Linked DNA regions of Acanthopagrus latus: region 1 is linked to region 2. A link is a contact called in public Hi-C data. All regions are on one chromosome and are shown on one strand. The core of a region is the stretch at or near the end of the contact, and the rest is flanking DNA. Distances in the headings are between cores, read along the strand shown.

The links. A called contact is a pair of places that touch in the nucleus more often than the background predicts.
Region 1: a contact with region 2 is called in a Hi-C map of muscle, with 3 times the contacts expected there. The contact joins the promoter of eif1ad here to the promoter of guf1 in region 2. A contact is called at or near these places in 3 of 4 Hi-C or Micro-C datasets (liver and muscle).

The regions. Positions count from the first base shown.
Region 1 is chr18:12,701,461-12,708,418 of fAcaLat1.1, forward strand. eif1ad (probable RNA-binding protein EIF1AD) reads left to right here and starts at 5,123. Exons shown (of 5, transcript XM_037077948.1): 1 at 5,123-5,464; 2 at 5,922-6,040; 3 at 6,132-6,240. The coding sequence starts at 5,954. It overlaps ctsf (cathepsin F), which reads left to right. Exons shown (of 14, transcript XM_037078082.1): 4 at 178-239; 5 at 423-495; 6 at 1,169-1,282; 7 at 1,425-1,573; 8 at 1,714-1,810; 9 at 1,951-2,031; 10 at 2,173-2,292; 11 at 2,821-2,885; 12 at 3,055-3,145; 13 at 3,268-3,326; 14 at 3,876-4,605. The coding sequence ends at 3,950.
Region 2 is chr18:12,558,479-12,565,730 of fAcaLat1.1, forward strand. It overlaps guf1 (translation factor GUF1, mitochondrial), which reads left to right and starts at 2,452. Exons shown (of 18, transcript XM_037078080.1): 1 at 2,452-3,020; 2 at 3,133-3,302; 3 at 3,649-3,760; 4 at 4,402-4,550; 5 at 4,974-5,054; 6 at 5,156-5,233; 7 at 5,329-5,412; 8 at 5,494-5,558; 9 at 5,644-5,847. The coding sequence starts at 3,183.

The DNA.
Region 1 (6,958 bases), core at 3,873-6,372, 150 kb after region 2:
GTTATAAATTTTGTTTGGTAATTATGACCTTATTATGTAACGCTATTGTTTACCTTTGTGCTGAAAACATCTGGTTCTATACCAAAGAGATAAATATGGTGAACATCCATGAATAAATGTAGATTTTTAATCTTCTACAGACACGTAACATGTTGTCCTCAATGTCTGTCTTATCAGGTGAACCTCAACTAGAAGAAACCAACAAAGTGACAGATGCGTCAACCAGCCAGCCTCTGGAGGTAAAAATTGTGAGATTTTCTGGATCAATAATGGTGCAACAATGTTTGTGTTGAGTTTTATCCTGTTATTTGCTTCTTATGTACTCCAGCAGTGTTGTGTAAGCTGCTGTTATCCATTTGAACTTGAGCTTGAGGAGAAGGTCTGTGTTGATTCTGTTTGTTGGTCTTCTCTTCCTTTGGCAGGAGTCAATGGAGTTGTTGGGCCAGTTCAAAGAGTTTATGGTGAAATACAATAAGGTCTACAGCAGCCAGGAAGGTGAGTGACTGACATACAGTATTTACTGAACATTCAAAACATAGCATGTGTCATATAGTATCACATTCTTGTCTCCACACCCTGAACTTCTGATGTACTCACAGCCTAATCGTGGCAATGATAGAAGCCTTTTACACTGTATGAAATCCTAGATTATGAGATCCTCTGTCAATTCAGAGCCTTTGAAATGAGTGATATGTGCTGATGGCTTGAAGCACTGAACAAGCATGAACAAAATAGTTAAGCATTTAAACGCAACATAACCATGACAGATAACCATATCGTTATGAATACAATTCCAGGAATCCAAAATAAAAGGATGAGCAGGAGCACACACTGCTCAACACAGTGTGCTAAACTTTGTGCCTCTTTGGTTTCTAGAATGACACCATGCTATTCAAAATCACAGACTGGGGTGACACTATTGGTTCAGTGTTAAAATCAAATCCAGAATAATGGTGGCATGCATTGCAGTAGTATTGCAGGAACTCTGTGTGAAAAGGACTTATGTCTCAGTCTGCAAGTGACAGATAATTGATAATTAACAAAAGATTAGATAAGGATTGTTTTTAGGTTGCCGGAGTGTTGCCGACTTTAAAACATGTATAAACAAGGCAGGGAAACTTTCAAGTGCCTGATCATTTTTAACTTTGTCTTTATTTGACTTCTGTAGAGGCAGACCGCCGTTTGCTCATCTTCCATGAGAATCTGAAGACTGCTGAGAAGCTCCAGTCACTGGATCAAGGCTCAGCTGAATATGGAGTCACCAAGTTCAGTGACCTGACTGGTATGTGCATGTGTGTGCACGTGTACTTGTATTTCCACACTGTTTCTTTTGAGGAAGTGCATCTTCTGCTTTTCATGTGTTATATCAGCTCTTCTCCAAAGAATCCTCTTGAGTAACTCAAACTTGTGACTGCTTTCTCCAGAGGAAGAGTTTCGTTCTACATACCTCAACCCATTGCTGAGTCAATGGACTCTTCATCGAGAGATGAAGCCAGCATCTCCTGCCCAAGACCCCGCCCCCGCTAGCTGGGATTGGCGGGATCACGGAGCTGTCAGTCCCGTTAAGAACCAGGTACAATCAATCAGTTAATTGCAGAGCAGCTACCATAAATAGCATGTTACTAATGAATTAATTACACCTGCTTCCTACTTCATGCTGACTTGGTGTGTGTGTGTGTGTGTGTGTGTGTGTGTGTGTGTGTGTGTGTGTAGGGTATGTGTGGATCCTGCTGGGCTTTTTCTGTCACAGGCAACATTGAAGGCCAGTGGTTCCTAAAAAATGGTTCGTTGCTGTCCCTGTCGGAACAAGGTAACGCCTGCTGCACAAACAAACAAAAAAAAAGATGTTACAATAATTCAAAACCTTTCCCCTGCAGAAAGCGAAATCATTGTTTACATTTGCAGATAAGAAGCCATGGTTTGATTGGTTTATCAATTTGTCCCTAACAGAGCTGGTTGACTGTGATGGGCTGGACCAGGCGTGCAGGGGAGGGCTACCGTCAAATGCTTATGAAGCTATTGAGAAGCTGGGTAAGAAACATGTGGCGGAGGACGAGTGATGTGTGCAATCATTCTGAAACTTTTTAAGCTTCAATCCTCATTTTTTTCTCAGGACATTACAGTCATTTATTTAAATGGCATAACCCTTTTAATCTTTATTCGTGTATTAAGGTGGTCTTGAGTCAGAGGCTGATTACTCCTACAGCGGGCACAAGCAGAGGTGCGACTTCACCAGTGGGAAGGTGGCTGCCTACATCAACAGCTCTGTGGAGCTGTCCAAAGATGAGAAGGGTGAGTGGGTTGAGGGAATAGAGAGGGAATGAAAAAGAATTGGAAGAGGAGAAAGCTTACACATATGTAGACAACATTTCTTACTAAAACACACACTAAGAAGTTTTTGGATCTAAAGCCCCTTTCTCACAATCAGCAGCAATTCCTGCATGAGGTCATGTGTGAGCACCCACGGATCGATATTCAGGGAAATCTGTACTGCTAGTTTCCCTCCCCCTGACCTTGTAACATTTCAGGGAAATGGACTCTCCCTAACAATGATTGTCATGTTCCTGAATGTAGATGCATATGTGAAGAGTGGAAGTTAGGTTGGCTAGCCACTAATTCACAGGGAACTACAGTATGTGTAAAAGAGTCTTAAGAGTGATGAGACACTGATGGGAATATATGAATTAACACTAATAACTCCGCAAAACTGTCATTTCCTATTTCAACGACAGATTTATAGAGTAGATAGATGGGTGTTCATTTTACGATACATACATTCTAACTAGATTTGATTTATTTTGTTTTCTTTGATCTCCTCAGAAATTGCAGCTTGGCTGGCTGAAAATGGTCCAATCTCTGTTGCTCTGAATGCTTTCGCCATGCAGGTAAGCATTTCATCACTGCTACAGTGTTTAGACCACCACAGCAATGGCTGAATCACTAGAATCTGACATACTTATATACAAGTATACTTATATCACATGCTTCACCTCCATGAGAACTACAAATAAAGATTCAACACTATGTCAAAATGTATTCTGTTTCTGTCTGTAGTTCTACAGGAAGGGTGTATCTCACCCTTTGAAGATCTTCTGCAACCCCTGGATGATCGACCATGCTGTGCTGATGGTGGGATACGGAGAACGTAAGTGTGTTGTTATTATCCTCTGATTGTTTTATTACAATTGTTCTTCTTTTTTGACGGATGATCATTTTTGTGAATTAGGATGGAGCTAATGCACTGTATGAATTTTTCTGTGTTTTCAGGTAAAGGTATCCCATTCTGGGCTATCAAAAACAGCTGGGGAGAGGATTATGGAGAACAGGTAAGACAACCCAACATATTAACACTCTTTGAGTTCAAGAGAGACTTAAATGTTTTTTTAAAAATAAGACAGAATTTTTCTTTAAAACAGACATACTAACTAAACTGATTTTAAAATGAAAGGTATCACCTGAAAATCTTGTATTACACGATGAAAAGTACAAATCAGTCTGTAGTGTAACATCGCCCCTAATATGTGTCAGTGTGCTCTACTGAATTCAACACAGCAAGACCTAAACAGTCTGTAAATAATAAGTGATCATAAAAGTTTGTAAATTAATCAGTTTGGCAGATTAATCTGTGTCAATAGCATTTGAGCCAAGTTCCGCCTCTATCAGCTGTCAAAAAGATGTTTCAACGCAGTGATACAGCCTTGTGTTGTACTTATGGGTTGCACCATACTGTACAGAACTCACTGCAACTTTGTATTAAACCAAAGCGTTTGGTGAAAAGTAAAGAAATAGTTCAATAAAGTTCCATTCCTACTTTGTTGCTACTCATGTGATGTTGTGAGAGTCCATGTGTTCATTTCTTGCTGTCTCTCTTACAGGGTTACTACTACCTTTACAGGGGGTCTAATGCCTGTGGGATCAACAAGATGTGCTCATCTGCTGTAGTCAACTAAACCACAAATGACATATGTTCACACACACACGCACGCACACACACACACACACACACACACACACGCACGCAAACACACACACACACACACACACACACACACACACACACACACACACACACACATTTGAGCCAGGCTGCATGATGATCACTATAAGACATAAATAAAGTCCTACTGATGTTGCTTTTCCGTTAAACCAGTCTAGTGTTCAATCTTCATACCTCACGCCATCATTTCAATTTTCTCAAAACATACCAGCTCTGATAAAGCTTGTGTTGCACAGAATTTTATAGTAATTAGTAGATTTTATGTGCTCTTTTCTTTCCATTAGATATGCAGGTCATGATGATTGCTGTGTTTTAGGCAGTATTGGTTTTAACTCATCCTTTTTCCCAGTAACAGCTCATGTTCAATGAAGAATATGCACTAATTGCAGTCAGACTTGTGTCTTGTCAGCTCACTTGGATGTTCCTTTTACCAGTGCTCGTGCTAATGCTATGTAGTATTTGAGTGTTTTTGTTTTGTTTTGTTTGTTTTTTTAATGTCAGGGGTTTTACCTGACATTAGTCTGCACATTACTACTTAACTGCAAGTAAATTGTCAAAACTGTCAGAAATGAATGAAAGAAGGTGGAATAAAAATGTGTGGAATCCTATTCTTTGGATGTGGTGTTCTTATCTTACATGTAATTAAACTGAAAAGTTAAACTGGATTAATAAAAAACAAACAAATGCTACATTAATGTATGTTATTAAGACTTTGTTCGCCATATGAAACCTTTATTCATATACCACAGTATGTATTTAATAAATGAAATGACAGATATGTATATGAAATGTCAGGTGAAACTACATGCAGACATGCACAGCTATTACAGTGATGGGACACATAGTTGTAGTTTAAATGAGAATTTAACGATAGTTTTTAATGTATTTTTTGTTTTTTAAAAACATCTGAAATGTTAACGCTGACATCCATAAAGGTAAGCATGTTTTATACCCATGATACCAACATGAGTTATATGAGAACAGCAGCGTCATTGAGCGATTTAGTCTTGAATGTTGCCCAAATTGAGAGACACTCTATTTCCCACAATGCTACTGCACTAACACGGAAGAACAAGAGTCGGGGAAACGGGGAAAAGTAGTTGGGTCTTTTTTTTTGTTTTGTTTTGTTTTTTAAATAAACGGATGACTTTAGTCAGGCAGGAAATAGCAAATGATGCCGAAGTGACAAAATTCAATTCTAAATCTCATTTCTTCATCTGAAATGTTAAGTGTAGTTCTGGCCATCGCAGGGTCGTTTAGTCCGAAGATAAAGAGAAACAGACGAGCTTTATTTTGAAATGGTGGAACACTCGTCCTCGGAAGTACAACGTTTAGTGTCGTCAGAAAACAGAGACGCATGTGGTTCGGCTTTAATGATAAAACATTGCAACGTGTGTTTTTCGAAAGTGTTTTTTAGCTGCTGTCAAGCTTCCCAGTAACACATTTTTTGTTTCTCTCTCTCTCAAGGTTAGCATGTTACCCGCTAATGTAGCTCCCTGAGCTGAGCGTAGGGACACAGTTTGAGATAGCTAGCTAATGTTAGCTTAGTCAGCTAACAGAAACGACCAACTTTGGTAGTGTTGTTACTTTGGTAAGGGAATAGTTAATTACTTACGTTTCTAGTTAATTATATGCAGCTGAGGCGACGGAAGCCACTGTCTTCGTCCAGCGATCACTGACATCAACGAGATAGTAAAAGTTTGATAAATGTTGCTAACTGAAGCTAACTACTCACTATCGTTAACCCAATTTTAATGAGTCTGGCATTTAACGCGGCATTTCATCTTGTGGTTCCGCGAATCTCTCGTTTTGGTCAATTGTCTCCTCAATGTGTCATCACTTGACAACAGCTGAACTTCCAATATAGGGCCTCAGTTAGTGTTCTGCTGTTTATGCACTTCATCACCACACTCTTGTGTTACAGCTGGCGAAGGAACCAGAAGCCCACCTTTAATAATGTCACAGGCCACTAAACGCAAACATGTCGTCAAGGAGGTTCTTGGAGATTTTGTCATGCCCACAGAGAACCAGCAGATTGTAAAGGTGAGCTGTTCATGGCCTGCGTATTACAAGTAAGTAAGACACTGAAACATTGTCCCGAATGTATCTCCATCCTGTACCTGTGCACTTGTAGGTCACTGGTAGCCGTGGTAACAACCTCCATGAAGCTGTCACGGCCCAGGGTGAGACTTTCCTAGTGAGCATGCCCACCAAGTTCCGCAAGAACATCTGGATCAAGAGAGGTAACTTCTGATGGGATGCTGAGATTAAGTTTTACAGATTAGTACAGAGACCATTCAGTGTTAGTTAGCCAGCTCAAACATCTAAACACTGACGTCAGTAGTCAAAACCAGGCCTCCAGACTCATTTTTCACCCTGGTTGCAATGGTGTGCCTAACTTTCTCATCTAGGTGCTCTAGCTGACAACTTGCACTGCTTAAAATTAGGTAGGGTTACTGGGATATGGCCACATAAATGTATGTGCATAGATATACAATGAAAGTCAAATGAAATGTGTCTCATGCTTTCTGTTGGGACCAAAAACTAACTCTAACCCACTAAACACAAAATAAGAATTCAGATATGTCACAGAATAAGCAATCAACACTAACACTAAACTATCCCGATGTCCCAAACTCATTTTGAGTAGTTTAGGTGCACCCAATGATACATTAACAACAATGATTTTAGTTGTGAAAAACAAACAACATACTATTGAATTTCAGGTTTACTGATGCAACAAGTGAAACTGTCTAGTTGCACTTGCCAGATTTTTGGGTGCACGTGTGACCAAAATAGTCACATCCTGGACACCTGACAACAAGTTTCTGTGGATTAACCTGCCAAGTGTATTTCCCTTTCAAATTTTTTATCAGGCATAATGTTTGTGAATAGCAGACTTTATTTCTGGAAGACGATAAATGCTGAAATACTGTCTGTAGTGATGCGTACCACTCAATA
Region 2 (7,252 bases), core at 1,202-3,701:
GCTAACAGGCCTAAAAGCATGCTAAAAAGGCTACATGCATCGAACAGGCTTAAAAGTGGGCTAACAAGATACAGATGCTAACATGCTAACAGGCTGGCAGGCAAACATACTGAGAAGTAATAAGGTTGGGTTAACATAAAAACACAGTGTTTGTTTGTTTGCAACAACTACAGATGCTTATTACAATAACAGAATGTCATTTCACATCAAAATACTGTATTTACATGTTAGAATTGCGTCTACGTTACTGTAGAAACACAATATATTACCGTGATTTTAATCTACATTACTGTAAAATACTTACAGTTTACCACTGTGAATTTTGTAATTTACTTTAAAATCACATTAATATTTTTTTACAGTGAAAACAACATTTTTAAAGTTTTTAAAATTCCAATAATGATATGTTTCTTTTAATGTTTAAGCACATCTTTTAAACATTTGTTGGTTATACACGCTGTGCTGCGAGAGATATATCTGCCATGCCGGTCCACTCAGTCCACTCAGTCCCCGGCATCTCCCTTGAAACATAAATAACTCAATGAATTTACAGCAGCCCAGTCAGATCATGCGACTGTGAGTGAACCAGCTCAGCCCTTCTTCAGCAGGAGAGGATGCTGTCAAGCAATGTTTCTACGCTGCCAGGGACTATCATTACGAGTGTGTGGTAAAGCCCACAAAAAAGCCCTGTGGCACTGAGCTGTAATGCAAAGCTCGCTGAAGTTTCATTTTCTGGCCTCATCTTTCCACCACTCAAGCGTTGCACAGCACAGGCCCCAGTGTGAGGTCTGCCCGTCTCTGAGCTCCATCTCCTCAATCCACCGCTGACCCTGCTCATCGGCTCAGAGGCTGCGGCCTGACAGAAATCGATACTGATGGATGTGAGGTGTCTAGGAGGACCAAATAGCGGGGCTGCTTACATGCGTGTCTAGATATCTTCATAATAATTTCAAATGTATTCAGAGTGTCAGACTGGAGCACGCAAGGACACAAGAGGAGTCATGGTGTGTTTAATATCAGAAAAATACAAATATTAGTAAAAACTGCTTTAAAGACATTGTGGTAAATGTGTAATATGCTGTGTAAACCCTTTCTACACAAGTATTTTGTCAGAAAATAGTGGCAGTTTCTTCCAGTATCTTCCATACGGTGTGACCTGGGGACTTCAAATCAATACCAAATAATTACTACACTGTACGCGTAGGACCAACATCCTCTTCACAGATTAAAGCACATCTTCTGTTTTATATAAAAATTTACAAACATTATATTCTCATAATATTCTCTTATATGTCATTCCATATATACAGTTTACATTTTATGCCCTTTTATTTATTTTCTGTGCTGTCCACTGACCATCTTACCACAGCCATCACACTCGACCTGTCAAAGTGAAAGTGAAAGTGAAAGACAAATTAATTACTATTTAAGGGCAAGTTGGCAGGAAGGTATTACAAAAACATCAGTATTATATCATTTAAACAAATGCATTTATTGATGGTCCCTAAATCCTGTGTCCTCCTGAAGCTAGCAAGGGGAAACTGATTAAGAGGATGCTGCCAGAATAAATATCAGTATATATTTCTACAGTTCACTTCATTTTCTTGAATGAAAATTAAATTTAATCTGTGGTAGTTTAAAGCAACAGTTTTAAATTGGACGGTGACTTAAAAATGTGACATCTAAATTGGATTTATTTCATTGCAGTGACAGGAGAAGGGCTAGTGCACTCCTGTAATATTCAAAATGATACCCTGGGAACAGCTAAGCCAAGCAGCCAAGCAGCCAAGCCGAAGAGATGTTGTATTTGGAATCAATATAAAGGATTTGGATTATAGGACATTTCATATAGAATGATGTTTAATGATGTTCACATTTTTAAGTTTTATTATCAGGTTCATTATCTGATGTCATTTTATATTTTCACACAGTTTAGCCTAGTGTAATACGTTAATATTGTCATATTGCATTATAAAACATGTATTATCCGAATGTCATCTTAGAGCAAATGGAGTACTTCGGTAATGAGTTGAAAATCTGCCTGATTTTGCAGACATCGATAAATATGCAAGTCACTGAGGACTCTGGGAAATGCCTTCAGAAAAGGAGGCTAGTAGAAAGGTAGTGCTGTGGAATGACCTGTGAGACTGGATTGTATTATCTTTAAGAAAGCTGATGCTTAGCCCTGTGACTCAAATACACTCCCCAGTGTGCAATATATACATTTTTTTAATATATATACATTTTTTTTTCTTTATTAATGAAAAGATGATTACACGACAGGCAGAAGCTGGGGCTAATAGAGCTTTATTATCTCTGGTTGCACAAAGAAGAGAAGCAGTCATCTATTCTTGTGCAAGAGGTAGCTTTGTTGTCATAGCAACTGATATCCATTTTTATCCTACATCTGACAGATTGAGTGGGCGGGACTTCCGACTGCTACGGCATTTCCAAAGATAATTAGACTACATGAAGATAGTCATCCTCCTTACATGCTTCACAATGCTGTTTCAAGTGTTAATTTCTGTACATTAAATAATTCCAACTGTAGGCACTCAGGTTATTGACTAACCGTAGCTGTAAATAGCCGGCTGCACTACCAGAGACACAGGCTGTCATTTAAAATAATCAGTGGGAGGAAACGAGTGACAGCAGTGCAGTTATCTTAGCAACGTTTGTTAGGGTTGCGACACATTTACGCTGCATTAACGAGCAAAAGTATAATAGTTTATTCGAAATAATTTGCTCGCTTGCTCCGACCGTTAACAAAGAAAACCGAAGCCGTTGTAGATTACTATCTTGTTTCTTTTCATCATCTCCGCTTCGAGAAATCAACGACATTTCCCAGAAGTCTTTGCCGGTGAACTGTCACCCAAAATGTCAGCACCCTAGCAGCTCACGCACCGGGGTGATTACAGGACTATTTACCTCCAACATTCGTGTATTCTTACCGTCGTGACAGGACAACAATGGTCCGCCAATGTGGCGATAGCCCGGAGTTAATTCATTACAGTGCGGAGGTATTTCACAGCTAGCTTAGCTAGCTAACCCCAGCTAACGTTGTTTATCCTTCATACTGTTGGGTGACTTACTGACTTGGTAGCTTAACGGAAAACATGACGTTCTCTTTAGTGAGACGATGGTGTGAAACACCCCTGTTAAGACGTGTTTTACAGTTCAAAATGTACAGGAGGAAAATACTAAACTACAACACGACCTACACGCTGTTCAGACACCGGTGGATGAAGAGGATGCCTGTGTTCTCCAGCAGCGTCAGGATGATGAGCACACACACAGACAAGGTAGCCAACATCAGCAACAACAACAACAACAACAACAAAACTTAAAACATAGCTTCAGGTAACGTGTTAACAGCATTAGTTTGGAAAATTAGGTGTCTCTGAATTCTGTAGTGTCAGAAACTGTGTACATAAAGAGGCTGAAAGTAAACTGAAGGGTTGAGAAGCGCTGAGAAACTTAATATTCATTAAACAGTTAACAGCCTAATGATGATGCCATGTATGGCTCTGTACCTGCCCCAAATAGAAATAGACAGACTTTGTGTGTTAAAGAAGGTTACTGTAACAATTCAGCAGTGCTGAAGTGGCTGTCATAGACATTAACAGGTTTCTTTCCTTTTGCGTTAAGGAGTCTATTGACCTGTCCAAGTTCCCTGCAGACAGAATCAGGAACTTTTGCATCATTGCTCATATTGACCACGGGAAAAGCACTTTGGCTGACAGGCTGTTGGAGATGACAGGTATGTTTCCTCATCGCATATCACCTATTAAATTACATAATAAAAAAACACTTTTAAATAACCATCAATAATAAATGCTAATTAAACAGTTGATCAAACTTAGCTTAATAAAAAGAAAAAAAAAAGAAGAAAAGACCGCTGGATAACAATACACCTCAGTTTTCTTAGGTTGCTAAAACTACGTAAGCTAGCGGTCGGAAAACTTGATTTCTCCGGGGGGGTCTAACTCACGGTGTGTTAGACCATGGATTAAATTTACACCGGAATATCCCTTTAAGTCAAGTTTGATTAACTTCAAATTAACCCTGTATCAATGATGGTTATTATAAAGTGTAATAGGCATTGGTCTGAAACATACTGATATTAACAATAATAACAATAATAATAATAATTTATTTTGATTCAGCTGGATAAGTGACACTGTGATCTGTGTGTGACTGTTAATATCCACATAGTTGTTAATGACATTGCTATGAGAGCTTGCATCTGTCTTTCTCTCTCTAATACACACACACACACACACAAACACAAACGACCAACAATGGACACTACCGAAAATCAGATTTGGCAGGTATATTATCTGTTAATAGATAGATTACAGTAAACACAATGTGTCACTAATGGATGCCATTGACAAACAGGTGCCATAGCAAAGACTGAGAAGAACAAACAGGTGTTGGACAAGCTTCAGGTGGAGCGAGAGAGAGGGATAACAGTGAAGGCCCAGACGGCCTCTCTGTTTTACAGCCATGAGGGAGAGCAGTACCTCCTGAACCTCATCGACACACCGGCAAGTGCACCGCTCCTGTCTGGTGCTTCTGGGTGAAAAAGTGTATAATTACAAATGTTTGTATGACTTTGTTTGAACCTGCATATCCTTACCTCCACTTAGATTGTAATTCCACCTAACGGCTTTGCTTTCTCACTGTTTTCATTCATGTTGTCACTGCTGGGAGTTCTCTGTGGCTCTAAAATAGATTTCAGATGTGGAATAGCTCAAATCATTGTTTCGTGGTCATCCTGTTGCAGGACAGTTGCATGTCGCAGATTTCTGCTTTAGAGAATCAGCTCCCTCATCTAAAATTAATTTATTACTGTAACATTAGACCAAAATGAAATCTAACTTCAAACGTGGGTAAGAGTTGACTGAAACTTTTTTGTCATTGCCATGTCTTTCAGTTTTTTTTAAATCTATGGCTTTTCCTCTCTGAAGGGTCACGTTGACTTCAGTTATGAAGTGTCTCGATCCATTTCTGCATGCCAAGGTGTCCTGTTGATTGTCGACGCCAATCAGGTACAAAACCAAATTTCTAACTCCTGGTTTTCTCAGTGATTTGTGATCAAATTTAAATACTGTATCTGAAGGAGTCATAATAATTGTGTTGTCATGCAAAGGGGGTTCAAGCTCAGACGGTGGCCAACTTCTATCTGGCTTTTGAGGCTCAGCTGGCAATCATCCCTGTCATCAACAAGGTACACTGAGGCTAAGTTGTTTTTAGTTTAATCACACGTTGTTTTTCTAATTCTAATATTTCCAAATTTATTTTCTAATTTAATGTGTTCTGTAGATCGATTTGAAAAATGCCGATCCAGAGAGAGTGGAGTCACAGATTGAAAAGGTGTTTGATATTCCACGTGAAGAGTGCATCAGGGTGAGTTAGAGCTTTTTTTCTGTTTTCAGTATCACTTATCTGAGAAATTTCTCTTAATTTGCAATCTAACTTTTTTTTCAGATTTCTGCCAAACTTGGAACAAATGTTGAAAAAGTTCTCCAAGCAGTTGTGAACAGAATTCCAGCGTAAGAAAATTAATCTGGTTTAATTTCTCACTAAAACATATCTGAAACATAGAAGTTAAGCTTTTTTTCATCACTGTGTCCTCAGACCTGCAGCAAGTGTCGATGACCCATTCAAAGCCCTCGTATTTGACTCCAATTTTGACCACTATAGAGGAGTGGTGGCCAACATCGCTTTGTTTGGAGGTCGGGTCAGAAAAGGGGACAGGATCGTGTCTGCATATCTCGGCAAAACCTACGAGGTCAACGAGCTGGGGCTCCTCCGGCCAGATGAGCTCCCCACACAGAAGCTGTACGTGACAGTCTTTATCCTCGTTTCATTTCTCACTGTGGACGGTGAATGCCAATCATGCTGGTTTGAGCTCTTCAGTAGTGAGACTTTGCTGCTTAGTTTGTCTTTTTTGATAATAAACTAAATATCTTTGAATTAGGAAAGAAAATTGGAACGCATCCTTAAATACTGTATAGTATTTTTTTTATTGATTGAGTGGTATTCTAATGGGTAATCTTTATAACACCTATGTAGAGAAAGGAAAACAGTCGGATGCTTGTTTATGTATCTGTTGAAGGCTATTTGGATCAAATGCATGAATATCACACTGCATGAAATATAATAGAGGTCACTGAATGAGATCCACTGACTGTAACAGTATACCCGGTAAAAAGTAGGAGGTATCAGCTATTTTCCAAAAAATATAACTGAAGGAGTAATGCAACATGAATATCAACACATTAAAAAGCTTCAAGGTTGTTAAACAATCCTTCTTGGGAAAATGTACAGTTATTAAAAAGTGAGTTTTTCAGCCAGGAAGCTATGTTTAATAACATCTGTGGCATTCAGTTTAATATACAGGACCAAATAACTTCTTAGATATGATAAAACTACATTAATACCACACTCAAAATTTAGAGGTGTTCATTTTTGAAAATGAAAGATTCTTTGTTTTGGTAAAAATAAATATTTATTGTCATCAAGTAGATTAATGTAGCTATTCTGTAACAAATATTGAAATGAATATATTGTGGCACGATTGACTGAGAATACACAGACAAAGAATCAAGAAAATGATTCAATTTAGCTCTGAGGGTCACACAATTAATGAATTAAATAATTAATGATTTGAGGTGCACTATGTAATTTTTTTGGCAAACAAAACTGTAGGATTTCCAGATGCTCTGTTATTCTATTTTTGATCTCACTTCACATTAACTCAAAATAGAATCTGTTTTTGATCTAATGTTTACCATTACCTATGTAAACATTGCTTTAAAGTGCATGAAGAACTAATTTTAGCTCTTGGAAACTACCTGTCTCTTTTTTGTTTTTAGAAAAGTATTAGAGTAAAATGATTTTGCAAGATTACGTGGTTCAAAAGATGTTTTTACATGACATTTTTTTGTGAAAATCCATGACATGAGCTGCAAAAAGCTCTGAATTCTGGGTGAGTTGAAGCGGGAATGACCCTTGTCTGTAGATGCAGATTCAGGAAAAGTTCATTTAAAGCCACTATTTTGCAACATGTAGAATAACCTAAATTTGTGATAATACATGACATGTTTTAAATGTAGTTAGAACAATGCCTCTACAGCCGCCTTTGACTACCAAGCCAGTTTACTGTACTATCCAACTTTTAGTACTGTTGGAATTTTACTGTAGCTCAGAATAAGACTCCAAGTAGATTTTCACATACAAGAAA